Regions from separate parts of the Anas platyrhynchos genome. Here region 2 is linked to region 1. The links are chromatin contacts, called in public Hi-C maps. All regions are on one chromosome and are shown on one strand. Each heading gives the region's core, a stretch centred on a gene start, on an enhancer-like site or on the middle of the called end of the contact. The rest is flanking DNA. Distances are from core to core; before and after follow the strand shown.

Region 1 (7,023 bases), core at 3,254-5,753:
GGAAGGAGAGCAGACAAAACCCGACTGCATCACGGCTACTTGAGTAGACTCAGGCTTGCAGAAGAGACTTCCTTCTTTTTTCTAGGCTCCATGTATTTAAAGCATATAGAGCGGTGCTGAGGAAGTCGGATCCCCGGGGGCCAGCCAGCCCACCTGGCCCTGCTCTCCTCTGCTCATGCTGGCTGTTGAAGCCTGGGCTTCAACATGGAACTGGCTATGAAGGAAGTGCTCTGCTTTCCTGGGGAAATTGTAGTCTCTTTCACTTTACTGATTGACCTGTAATAGTTGTAATAAGTTACTGGTTACTTCTGTGCCGTGCAAAGGCTGGGGAAGTGCAGTGATGCTGGGTAACGTGACTTGGTAGTTTATGCTGGGATCTGGCACGGCACTCTTACTTAAAACAGTGGCTGGGTAATCTAGGTTGTTTTCTTAGCGGGGAGTGGTGGCAGTGAGGAAATGTTTCAAGATAACACAGGAATGGCATTGCTGTAGTCCCCTGTAAAAGACTCTGTAAAAGCATGAAGGGGGCTAAAGCGTTTTTTTTTGGTAAGAGACACTGGCTTTCTCTTATGCTTGGTGGAAGCATTAACTTCTTTGCTTTGGAGCACAGGGGTACCATGGTGGTGCAGAAAGCTTTCTCCCCTCTGTGCTCGTGCCATGGCTGCCTGCCCCTGTAACTCTCCCTTTCAGAGCAGCGTGTGGCTGGTGCCCTGCATGGCAGAACTGGCCTTGTGATGCAGCTGAACAAAGATGCCTCTGTGCACTGCTCATCTGCCTGCAGGGGGCTGGAATTCAGAGGGTGCTGGGGAAATCACTCAGAGTCAGACTGGGTTTAATGCTGTTGTCATTAGCCCAGTTGGCATGGGGCATTTTGGGAACAAACCTGTGCTGGCTTCCTGCTGGAATCTCTGAGTTGTGGATTTTAGGGCAGTTAGTTCAAACCTAAGATGTTTAACATTGAGATGCCTAAAGTAGGGCAGGTAACCTTTATCTTAGTCGCTTTAGAATATGGTGTGATTAGCTAAGTGCTCTCAGAGCAATGATTTGAGCATTTTGGAGTGTTTGAGACCAGTTACCTGTATTAAAGCAGTGAAAGCAGTTTTGATTCATCGCTTAATTTTAGGAAGCAGACTAACTTCTATCTTTAGCCTGGATTAGGAAAGATGTGATCTTAAAAGGACATTTAGTAACACTCGTTCAAATTTGATTTGTAGTTTTTTAGTGTTTGAAGGGTTGGTGGGTGGGTCAAGCTTTTTGTTGTCAAACAGATACACTTAAGTTTCCTGTTTAAATAAAAGTTGAAATATTATGTATCATGACTCCAGGAGTTGAAATGAAACTTTTAGGAAAGAGGCCAAATATTGCGAAATTTGTGATCTCATTGTGAGAGTAGGCAGCAGTGAGGTTTGTTTAGGCAAAACGTTCAGGGAAATTCCTGGGTATCTGCACTGAGTATCCTGGTTTTGTTTATTAACCACAATTGCTGCAGACTTACACTGGAAACATTTGATGAAGGAGAGAGGCAATGCAGCTCAGTTTTGTAAGGAAACGTCAGATGATTTCATGCTTTCCATCATCCTGCATCTTTTGTGTCTGCCTGATTTAAACCTTGTTATTTTGGGGCATTAGCATATTAAGGGGCGCAATGAGCTCTTCACAAATATTGTTCTAAGCAAGGTATTGGTAAGGCTGGTCCTTTAGTGAAGGAAAAATTACTCAAGGAAGAGGTCACTGTCTCTTTGTAGTTTTGTTATGCCATTTTCCACACTTTGCACTTTTTATTTCCTCGCCAGAAAGCTAAATACCGTTCTCTGAAAATTTTTCATTTTTTTTTCCTTCTTTGTTTTTTGATGAAAAAGATGAACTTCATTTGGTAGCTTTTCAAAAATACTGAATGAAAACTTTCCACACGGAGAGGAAAGAATATTTCAATCAACTGTAATCCTAACTTCAATATTGGAGACAGACAATAACATCCTAATGATGCAGAGCACACTCAGGCACACGCCTGGTCTCTTGTGGTGTAGAGAGAAGAGAGCAGCTTTAGAGCGCTGCTGCTGCGTGATCATTACTGACCCAGAGGTCCTTAAGAGAAATTCACTACCAAATGACTAAATCATGGGTCAGACCCAGTAGTGAGACAATGGCACTACATCAGAAAACCAAATGACAGTCTTATTTATATATGTATATTAAAAAATGTGCATTGAATTTTTTATTTTTTTTCCCCCCCGCAGAGAATACCGGAGGAACTAACCTTAGATGCCTTACTCGAAATGAATGAGTCAAAGGTGAAAGAAACAATGAAGAGATGTGGTGCCAGAGATGAAGAGTGCTCCAGACTCAATGGGGCGCTGAGCTGCTTAAGGAAGGTGACTGAGTCAGGTACAGACTGCCTTTTCTGTTCTGTGGCATTAGGTTCTCAGCAACCCAGATCACATCCTGCTTCCTTTTATGTAAGACAATCTGCAGAAACCTTTGGGTCTTTGGGTATATGCTGTAACCAGTTTCAGGTTGTGGTTCTTGGATGTGCAAGAAATTGCAGTGATCAAACACGTCTAGAGCTATGGAATGGATTTGTTTTTGACATCATGTTCAGCTATTGAAATAAAGGTATGTGGAAGTACCCTCTCCAACTCAATAGAAACTGTATGATTATTCCCTTTGTGTTCAGAGTTGAGTTTGATGCTCCAGTTGTCTTCCATCATTCAGTATCCTTGACCTGATGATTGCAAACAGATTTCTTGTGGGTAATCCCCTCCCCAAATACTGCCAGCTCAGAGAGAAGGTGCAATTCTGTTTAGTGTGATGTTGCTCAGAAACCTGAGCATTTTTCAGCTCAATGCTTTGCAAAAGCAGAACATTCCTCTGACAGCCCGTTATCACCGCATAGCTTGCAGTCTGCCAGTTGATTCACTTCTCTTTAAAACCCTTGCTTCCTGCTGTTTTTCTGCTGGAGTTGATAGAATCATTAGCCAAATACCAGTAGCAGATGTAAGAGCTAGAAAGAACCTTGATTTACATTGAAATTAAGTATAGAAGGATACTGTGTAATTAGGAATGTGTGTTCAGTGTGCAAGTTGATCTGACCAAGTTATTTAAGAACAGACAAACACAACACTTCCAGATTGCTGTTTCACTGTCTTCTCCTGTCACCTGCCCCAGGCTGCTTTCAAAGCACTGTGAATTCGGTTGGTATGAGAGCGTTTCTCACAGCATACTGGTACCAGTGTGCATCAGATCTTTCTTTGTAACAGTTATCAATCTGTCACTGAAAGGTGCTGTTTCCTGTTGGTATTATGACAGTTCATACCATTCGCAAATCATAAAGATTAGTTAATGGAAAAGCCAACAAACAGCTCAGTTCCATATTTCCTTTTTTCTAATCTTTCTTATCCTGCATTGTCAAATATTTCCCATCCATACTGTGACAAAAACAGCCATTGTTCAGAAGGCATGGCATCCACTCACAGAAATGGCATCTAGCCCAAATTTTAGTGTACTTGTATTAATGTTCCTCTCTTTTCATTAAAAAAAAAAAGTGTGTTTTGAGAGAGAGGATTTTTTTGTTTTAGTCCCAGGTATATGATCTTTTTTTAAACACTGAGCAGTGTTTGAAAAACAAGCATTGCAGAAGGCAGTGCTGAGCTCCACCAGCGATCCGGCAGGTTGTGGTGGTTCCTTTTTATCCAGCTGTCTGTCCCTGGTGAAGCTCTAGCTAATAGTCAGGACAAACACACCAATTCTGTGCTGAGTGCTGCTGCTGCCTGTAACTGAACAGCAGCACCTCGGTATTCCAGCTGGCAGGTAAGGTCTGCCAGTGGTTACACGCCAGAGAGAGAGTTGGCCAAATGAGTGTTAGGAACATCTCAATACCTTTTATTCCAATCTAACAGCTTTTCAGTGTTATTTGGCAGTTCTGTTATCTAACAGAAAATGATTTCCTCTCTTTACCAGAAGCCAATCTGAAAGATGTCAGGGTGCTAGGTTGGATGTACAGATTTGTGTAAGCAGGTTGGTACCAAATCCAAATAGGTTTGCAGGGGGATGCGGGTGTCTTTCACGCAGGTATGCGTATCCCACGTTCTTCAGTGGTGCCCCGATCTCTTAAAACTCAGCCCATCTTACAACATAAGACCTCCTTTAAGCTCTGAGATACAGTTAGGAAAAAAGGATAGTTACTGCCATTCTCAGAAAGACGACTTCAGCTGGTGTCTTAGATGGATCTTAAGAGAAAGAATTGCTTGGCTAGATGCAAAACAGGAGGAAACAGCGGCTTGTAGTTTAAATACATTTACCAGCTTTTTAATTTTTTTTTCCAAATCTAACATTACTGTGCTTGCTGCACAGGTGGGGAGTTAAAAGATGATGTGCTGATGAATCTTCCTGAGGCACGCCGAGAGCACAGCGCTACCAACACGACCGAGTCCCCTGGCTCCTCTGCACCCGCACGGACTCACGCTGCACTGAACCTTCCCAAGGGCAATAGCCAGCAGGCACGGTCTGTGTCAGTGTCTACAATCACATCTTCAGATTCTGTCTCCTCCAGTCATGGACCTTCTATCTATGCAGATAACCTCCTGGACCCTTTTGCCTTCCCTGCACACAGTGGAAGGTTAACACCAAGGACTCCTCATAGCATCACCATCACTCCCCCAACCACTCCTCAAGCGAAGAGGCGGCATAAGTTGAAGCCACCACGGACTCCTCCTCCCCCTTGCCGGAAGGTTTTTCAGCTGCTACCTAACTTTCCAGCCCTCACGAGGAGCAAGTCCCACGAATCACAGTTGGGAAATAGGATAGATGATGTTCCCCCAATAAAGTAAGTGTGATACTTCCTTCCCCACAGGCATTGGTGGGCTGTATTCATCCCAAAGGGCATTCGGGGCTGCAGTTGTGATGCTGTGTAAAAGATCTGGTGTCCAGTTACCTGACTGTGGTTTCACCATGGTCTTACAATCTGTATCAGTGGGATATTCTAAGATAACCACAAAACCGTCTTTTTGACTGTACTTTATTTGAAATTTCACCTGCTGGGGAGGTTGGGATGACTGCTGTTATTAAAGAGCCCCATCAAATTTTCTCAAGTATCTAACAGCTAATTCCACATCCTGTAATTCTTTTTTGACCTTAAATGTTCCTCACAGTTCAGATGGCTAGTGTCCTTTTATGTTTTATCTTAAGATGTGTGTTAGCTGCTAGTGTGAGCTTCAAAACATCTGTGTATATGACAACTATACCTCCACAAAAAGACAAATGGTCTTAGGCTATACATTAGTATTTTTTGGACTGATCCAGGCTTTGAGATGCACTTTGTTGGGGGGAAGGTGGGATGAAAGGTATTTACCTAATTTAATCTAACTAATAGTTGAAACCGGGAAACAAATGTGCTTTCCAGAAACGCTGGCTATCTCTAAACATTGCAGAAACTTAGGTCAGCATCCAAATTCTCTAGCTGGCAGTGGACCACTATAACTTAAATAACACTGACCTCCTGGAAGAGTTCAGAGAGCCTGTTGTACTCAGGACCTCCTTGCCAAAAATACGTTTTTAGATAAGGGAAACTAGCCTAGCTCAGAATGGAGCTGAGATTTTGGATGGACTTTTGATGGTGTAGTACTGGACTGCCGGCTCACTGACACGAAGGAAATCATTGTAAATGTGGGGCCTAGTAAGCAGTACAGTGTTCTTTCACATTTTGAGTGCATATGAAGTGTACACTAAAATGTGCAAATTGCTAGGCCTCTAAACGTAGCAAGTAAGTGGTTTCCATTTAAGAATGGGTGAAAAATGTGACCTTGAACTGAAAAGACCTGTGGCCAACACACTGCTTTGTACTGAAAGTCAGTTGTAAGAACCTGTTTCTGCTGTGATACAGGTCCTATTGATAAGCATGATAGGAGGTGCAAAATCCGGCACGTTCTTCATTCAGACCCTGCCCTGTGGAGCCTTCCAGCTGTCTCAGTTGTACAGTCCCATTCACACGTCACAGCTGCAAGCCAAAATTCAGGTGCACTCTTGTATGCTCTGTTCCCGGGCTGCAGCTGGGGCTCTGCCTAGCAAAGCCTAGGATTTGTAGGCAGGCAAATATTGGCTATGGAGTGACTTCAAGTGCAAAACCAGAGTTGTTCGTAAATCCAATGTCAAAGGCTGCAGGAAAGTGTTTCTTCTCTAGCAAAGTGTGTATCCTGTCACGTGAATATAGATGTCTTAAACAAATTTCTTTTCTGTTCTCTAGGTTCGGTAAGAGATTTTTACAGGGTTGTCTTCATTTCATTGACTGGGATAGAAGAACCCGTCCTTGCCAACTACCTGCAGTGTGATCATCTCTGTGCAGCCTTTGGAGGTCCTCACGAGGGCCTTGTATCCCTGAGTTTCTGTTAACTTTAACAGGAGCTTGGCCAGATGAAGAACTGCAGGATGCTTACAGGGTCTTTGTAACTGGTACTTCTTCAGATAACAAAAGCGAGGAAGGGGAATACTGATGTTTAGAGGGTTAAAGCAAGGGGTTTGTGTGTAATCAGTTGTCTGTGACCTCAGAACAGATACTGGTGTCCCTTGGTACTAGAAATAACTTCACATCTAACCATTTGTCTTTAGATAGTGTCTTTGGATATTCACTGCCAAGTGCCTCTGTATTGAAATTAGACACTTGCATGCAACTTTTTGAGAAACTCTCCAACAAGTTGCTAAACGCAGAATACTTCCTCTGATGTTGATGAGTCTATTCACATATTTAAGGGTTTACAGGACTAGGACTTGTGCTTTTATCCAGTAATGTATCAGTGCCATTTGGTGTTTTATCTCTCCTGATGAGACTGCGTGCATCTCATTTGCTGATCCTGATGAGACAGCGTGCATTTATCTAATGGCCTTTAAAACAAAAATCCCAGGAATTACTTTGAGAAATGAAAAAGTATAAAGAGAAAATTCTAAAATGGAGATGTAAGCAGACGTCTGAGCATTTCTCTGTGGAGACTGATGGAATTTATGCAATAAATAAAAAAAAGGGCATAAGAAATA
Region 2 (7,023 bases), core at 1,575-4,074, 100 kb before region 1:
CTGCACCAGCTGAAACCTTCAAGCAGTCTTCAAGGATAGCTCAAAGAAGAGTGCACTGCAGTCGAAGTCTGAGAAGTGAGCGCAGCTGGGCAGAACTGGCACTATATTTGAAAAATGTATTCAGTGAGCCACTCACTGGTTAATTCATAAAACTATGCTTGCCATTCAATTTAGGCCCACAGAATCATACACACAAAAGCAGATTTTGGTTAAAGCAGCATTTATAACAATAAACAAGAGTAGACAAGAACAGACTGGTTTGCACTGATTTTTGTTGTTTTCAGTACAGATTAGCATTCTCTCAGTTTGTTGTTCATCTGTCTTAAAATGAATTCAAGCACTTAGCAAATGAATGAAAAGCCTGTCTACATCAATAAATTTTGGTGAAAGATGGTTGCATTTTCTTCCTTTTAGAAGAAGGAATAAACCTTGAAAAGCTGTATGTTCTCTCCCCCGCAGAAAACAAACCAAAACAACTCCCAGCCCAAAGCAAACACGAGTTCCCCTGCCTTACTCAGACACGCCGGTGATATAACACGTAGTGGCAGTCCGGCTCCCTCAGTGCTGAACCAAAAGGTCCTGCGTTCAGAAGGGCAGACCCAGCATGCAAACGCTCAAAACAACATCACCACTAAAATGGCACGCACTACACTCAGTATATTTTTATGAAATACAAGCTTGATTTTCAAATGAGCAATCCAAAATACAGCAAAAGCCAGTAACTTCATAGCCACAGGACTACCCAAAGAGGACACAGAAGTGAGGAGTTCCAAGAAGCACAGAAGCATCACCACTGATTCAGAATACTGTTAGTAGTAGTGAGGGTGTCACAGTAACCTGTCAATTGAGTATTCCGCTAAGAACAGAGTCACTTTTCCACCATGAAGATCAGTCAGGCTAGGCCAGGTGGAGGAAACAATGTATTAAAAGAAAACAAACAAAATTGAGAACCCCGAGCTGAAATTAATCAACGAGAGGGAAGACTTCTCACAAAGAAGTGGACACTAGTATCTCATCTTCGCCTCACTGTTTCACTCACTAGTTGATACAATGCAAAAAAAAACTTGCACTGGTTAAAGAGGACCATTCACTAAAGGATCAAAATATTGTAAAAACACCTATTTGCGAGCACGCTGTGACTGCAGCAGTCAATGCTGCACGCTGTGTGCGCTTTCCTGTAACTCCAACGTTCTGGCACCTTGAAAATCAGGACAGCCTCTTCCTGCCAGCAGAGGATCCCTCCCGGGTACCTGTCTGTGCTTCCTCTGAAACGCACAGAGAAATACTTCTGTTTAAAAAGCTCAAGTTCTTAACTCCTACCAGATGTTGGCAAGCCCAGTTCCACAATATACATAACAGAGCAAACGACAAAGCCTAGGGCCTTTTAACACCAGTACACAAAGAAACATTTTCTTGCATTACTGGGAGCATAATCAGTACCATGCCTTTTATGCTTATGGAAAAAATGATCTATGACTCAAGATAAGGTGGTGGGGGGGATAAGTTAGCTATGCAAATATCATGCCTAAAATGTATTGGAAAAATCTGCATCACTTTAATGTCAAAAGACAAAGTTTTATGTTTCCCTGTTTTAAATAAGCCTCATTCATAGCAGTTTGCAAATAAACATAAAAAGGAGCAGCCTATTTTTATTCCACTAGGCTGCAATCTTGCTGCAGGTTGTCAAAAGCCAAGCATCACTACGAGGGACACGTGAATAAGGCAGGCGAACGAAACCCAATCTACAGGACCAGCTTCGTGCCTTCGACAGGAGCTGGGCTGGGCCCTTGGTGGCACAAAGGAGGTCCTCACGGAACAGCAAGGTGAGGCACGACAGAAAATGATCGCTTTGCCTAAACCGACCTCCTGCTTATATGCCAGGAAAGCATCTGGGGGGAAAAATGCAGGGGGTAAGCACTGAGCTGAGCCTCGCTGAGCGAGCCGTGCCACCTAACCCCAGTGAGCAGCTCCTTCAGGTGGGTCAGAGAAGCACCAAGTCCAAGGCCAACGCACTGCTCCTCCTTCTATCCAGAAAGCCTTTCTCCCCGCTCCCGGCACTGACTGTACAGAGCAGTCAGTCCGTGTCAGTGCCACAGCACGGCCCGGGACACCTCCAGCCCGGCACTGACACCGCCGGCTGCGGGCTCGGAGGCAGAGCTGCCTGCACGGCCGCACGTAGTCCTGGCGCTGCCCTGGGGGCTTTAATTCCCTCCTGCTGAACGAGAAGAAGTTAAACCCAAGGGGCGACACCCGCCAGGCCCCTCCGCAAGCGCCCAGCGCCTTCCCGGGGGAGCTGAAGGGGGGGGCGCAGCCGTTTGGGCCCCAGCCCCCGCGCCCCCCGGGCGGTGCCGGCAGCGGGGCGGCCCCGCGGGCCCCACCCAGCGCCGCACAAAGGGCGCCCCGAGCCCCGCGCCCCGCTCCCCGAGCCCGCCCCGCTCCGGCCGGGCCCCGCCAGCGCTGAGGAGCGGCGGAGGTGGAGGTGGAGGTGGGGAGGGGGGGGGGGTGTGGAGGAGCCCCCGGCAGGGCCCGGCCGCGGGGGGCAGGCGGGAGGCGGCCGCCCCCGGTGCAGCGCCCGCCGCCCCCGCTACCTGCTCGTCGAAGCGGTTCACCACGGCCTGCACCCACTCCACCGGCTTGTGCGCCGCCATGGCCCCCCCCGCCCGGCCGGCCAGGCAGGGGGCGGATCCCCGCGGGGGGCGGCGGCGGCGGCGGCGCGGGGCGAGGGGCGAGGGCGGCGGCTGCGGATCCCTGGCGCGCTGCTCCGGGGGCCCCTCGGCTGCCCGCGGCCCTCAGCGCCCGGGGCCCGCCATGACACCACGCCGGAAGCGGGAGCCCGGCCGCCCCCGCCCGCCCGCCGAGCAGCAGCGCCGCGGCCGCCGCGCCAGGGGGAGCGCCGAGACGCGGGCGGCGGCGGGCGGCGCCTGCGCGGCCCCCGGGCGAGCACCGCGCATGCGCCCGGCCGCGGCTCCGCGCCTGCGCCGCGCAGAGGGGCCGCGGCGGCGGCTGAGGGGCGGCTCCGGGCCCCGCCGCGGTGCCCTCCGGGCTCCTCAGGGCGCCCGGCGGTGACCGCCCGGGGGGAGCGGCGGGAGGCCCCGCGGGTGCCCGGAGCAGCGGAACGCGCCGAGCTGTGCTCAGAGGGGGCGGGGGGGGCCCTGCCCGCGGCCCCTCAGGCACAAAGGGCGAGGCCGGCGGCACGGCCCCGCTGGCTGGGGAATAGCGAGGCCGCTCAGTAACAGCCCGCTGCGTGCTCCTGGTACTGCCCAGGGCTCCGCCGCCCGCAGCTGTGGCCTTTAGAGCTCGCTACGGCCCCGAGCCAACCGCGCGTGACTCGGGAGAGGAGGGAACGCGGGGCGCAGGACGAGCACAGCCGCTTCCAGCGTCCTCGGGAGCGCTGAGCTGCTGCCCTTCAGGGCAGGCAGGAGCACCAAGCAGCGCCCTGCCGTGCTGCAGCCGCGTTACGGGTCTGGTGATAGAAATAAATGGGCCAGTGCAGGTAGGGCTTCCTGAACGAGGGGTTTAAAATTGACACATGCGAAGCGAAGAACTGAGGAATGAATGGGCTTTCTTCTTCTGGTCTTACTTCAGGTCCAGGTCTGCTCAGACTGTGCCCAGATGATTAATTTTCTTTGTCTGAAGCATCACGAATGCAGCGTCTACACTGACTGATTGCCACAAAGCACTTTTAAGCCGTTTCAGACACAAAATGAGCCCGTCCAGTTTGCCCTGCTGTAATCTGCAAATCTGTAATTCCCACAGGAGGGAGGGCAGGCCCCTTCTCTTCCAAGGCAGCATCATTCTGATGAAGTGCACCAATTTTTATTTTTACTTCCAAAGTTTATACGTGGGGTTTGATGATACTGCCAAATCCTTCCTGCGGGATGTAATCAGGCCATTACGCTACAGTGTGCTTAATATGTTCTGACATGACATAAAAATACAGCCATGTATGTCATGTATGTTGAGAGTGTACTATACAATAAACTCATCTCAGTTTTTGTTTAATCCCATTTCTTCAGTCAAATTTGAAACATTTGCTAAACAGATATTTCAATCATCAACTTGAATTAGTAAATTAAAAAGTTATCAATCGTCTTACTACAGAGTAAAATAAAAACTGAAAATAAATCCAGCTGCTGAAACAAGGACACGTCTCATTTTCCATTTGCCCAAATGTGGAAGAAAATCTCAAAACACTATTTCAAAACTAATAATGCAAGCAGCATAAAATTAGGTGTTTGGTTTGTACAGAGACTTCTTAGACATTCCTGAGTCAGTATCTGTGATGTAAATAACCTAAGCAGTAGCATCAGGAAAAACATTTTAGCGTGTAATCAAGATGCAATTGAGCCTAAATACAGCACTGTGGGAAAACATGGAATTAGAGATATCATCCAATGCTATCTTTTTCCAACCTTGTCTAGCTACTGTTTAAACCAGGAGGGATACTGCTTTTACTGTGCTCACTAGGGGCCTTGCTTTGTCTTGGATAGTGTTGCTGTTATCAAAACGCAGATTAATTTTCAGCAAAAGCATATGAAATATATTCTGAGGTAACTTTCCCTGTAAATAATGAACAGTGGAATTCCTCTAATTCAGAATTACAATGTGAACAATTCCATTGCATTCTAGCAACAACCTCATAGCAAGAATTTGAAGAAGCAAATGTTTTATAACAAAGATGAAAACCAATCACAAATATTTTACTTAGGAAAAAGAATGCTTGAAGAATAAATAGTAGTGTTCTGTCTGTAGAACTTGTGGTATTACCTTTCAGGAAATGCAAAAAGCATTCTGATTTATACAAATTGTGAAGTCCAATATTGGGCTGTTAAGTGCACTGAATTTTGCATTATTCATTTGCCATCTACAATAAACTAGTTGTGGTGTAAAGGCTATTGATTCCTTTGCATTAGAGTGCATTATAATGGTCAGCATCAATATATTTCAAAAATCTTTTTAAAACTAAATGTTGAATTATGTTCTAGAAAAGACTGCTAATGTACTGGTTATATATAGCTTTACATCCAAAGCAAACCTACGTGATATGGATATATATTTGCTTAATTATCAAAATCTTAACTGAGTTGGACAGAGAATGAAGCTGGTCACTGGAACCTTTTCTAATCATACTTTCTATGTCTGCGCTCAAAGCAAATCTCTGCTGACAACCACATCAGCAAAAGAGCAGTTTGTATCACTGTGTCATTTCATAAGCACTTTGTATTCTCCCCAGCATTCCTCCTGGAGAGGTGAATGGTTACCTTCAACCTGGGAGGACAGGGTAAGGTTAGGGTTCTGCTGTCCTGCTGCAACGTCCACGTGCAGCTGTGCAGGGTGTCTGAGATCAGGCCAGCACTGAGTTTTCTGAGATCCCTGAGTCCGGTTCATGATGGCGTACACCCAGAAGCTGCTGGGACTGGCAGAAGTGGATTTGTCCTGAGGAGTATAAAAGAAGTAATGAACACAAAACACCCATAGGCTTCAGTGGAGCAAAGAACTTACCTAAAGCTGTTTATCAGAAGGGTTCCAAAGAATGTTTGTCCATATGGTGACAGCTGCTTTATCTGCAGAAATATAGAGAGATATTTACTCCATGGTAAAAAAGGATCATCATCTCTTCTCATAACATGGTAAAAAAGGATCTCATCTCTTCTCATAACAACAACAGGCCCTTCTGCTGGCGCAGGAGCATTTGGTGGGGGGCAGTGACAAACTACTGGAAATTATAACACCTGCAGCCTGCTCAGCTCTGCCTGGAAGGGGACTCCCTTACAGTGTGAAATGGCACCCTTAAAACCAGCCTGAAATTGCCAGGAGCAAGCCTTACTCTGGGCGCAGCAGTGTCCCTGGAGATGGGGTGGCTTCACCGTGCGGTGTCGGGTGCTTGGCCAGGACCACAGGGACACTGCCTCCTCCCCGTGCAGGCAGCTCCGCTCCCTTTAGCTCATCCTCACCCTTCCCAGGGGCTCAAGCTGCCCGGCTTGTGCTGCTGGTGGGAGACGAGAGGGCACGTCCAGCATTTCCCTGCCAACCCTCCGCTATGGATAAACAACTGCAGGTGGTACCGGCAGAGCTGTTCATACGCTGGCTGCACATGCGGAGGGAGCAGGGGCAACCTCAGAAATTTTACACAAATTTGGATATTCACTTGCAATGTCAAATCAGAGGCCCAAGAACACTGGGTGCTCACCTTGTCCTTTCAATTTTCACCTGGCAATACAGCCACAATCTTCATCGGGATCTCTGCCTTCTGCCAACATCTAAACAATAATAATTCACTGGGGGGCGGGTAGGAGGGCAGGAAAGGGCTTCAGCTGACTGATATGTGTATGAAAAACATGTCTCCAAGAGCCAGGAAGAAACCAGAGGTGATGAGGTTAGCTGAGAGAGAAGCATCTTGGGAACTCTTGACTTTAGTATAAAAAGATTTCTTCCCCTCAGAATTTACTAAACAAAACAAACAGTGCTCCTTCCTGTTTCTCATAGTGCAAAGCTGTTTTCCCAAAGCAAATCTGTTCCCTAAAAGCAAACAGGACTTGCTACAGCCTTCCCACAATTTGGGGGGGCAGAGGAGGAGCTTCAGAGGTTGAACGGTGACATTGGAAATTCTCAGAGAGTTTCCCCCAAACTCTTTGGAAAATTCCAGCCACGATTTGGCCGAGATCATTCTTTCCCAATGTTCTCTGTTTCCTTTTTTTTTTCTTCTTCTTCCTATGTTCAGTACAAAGTGCCCCCAGACCCGTGATCCTAGAAATTACCTACTGTACTATCCTAGAAAAAAAACACTGTGGCCCTGCTGTTATCTTTGGTGCTAGGCCTTGTCTGCCGGACAGATGAAAACCTGCAGGATTTTGCCCCCTAACAGGCAGACTCATGGCATATATAACTGCTAGTTAGGTTTTATTTGAAGAGAAATCATCCCAAGTTCCCTGGCTCCAGATAAATTCTGAGCTATGGTACCATTTCTTTAGCAGCTCTGGACAATCTGGTGCTTCTTGGTTATTTTGGTGGAGTTTTTTAAGA

The links. A called contact is a pair of places that touch in the nucleus more often than the background predicts.
Region 2: a Hi-C map of skeletal muscle shows a contact between it and region 1, with 4 times the contacts expected there. The contact joins the promoter of NF1 here to the enhancer-like site in region 1. A contact is called at or near these places in 5 of 8 Hi-C or Micro-C datasets (F1 follicle, liver, skeletal muscle and 1 more).

What each region holds. Positions count from the first base shown.
Region 1 is chr20:1,030,536-1,037,558 of IASCAAS_PekinDuck_T2T, reverse strand. KSR1 (kinase suppressor of ras 1) reads left to right here. Exons shown (of 19, transcript XM_027472475.3): 3 at 2,238-2,385; 4 at 4,351-4,822; 5 at 6,239-6,243. Among named protein-coding and RNA genes, the nearest start is that of KSR1, 43 kb to the left of the region's middle. Within about 2 kb of position 4,503, at least 1 of the 8 cell types and tissues checked has an H3K27ac peak or open chromatin away from gene starts, as enhancers often do.
Region 2 is chr20:1,131,546-1,138,568 of IASCAAS_PekinDuck_T2T, reverse strand. It overlaps NF1 (neurofibromin 1), which reads right to left and starts at 2,824. Exons shown (of 57, transcript XM_038165781.2): 1 at 2,589-2,824. The coding sequence starts at 2,648.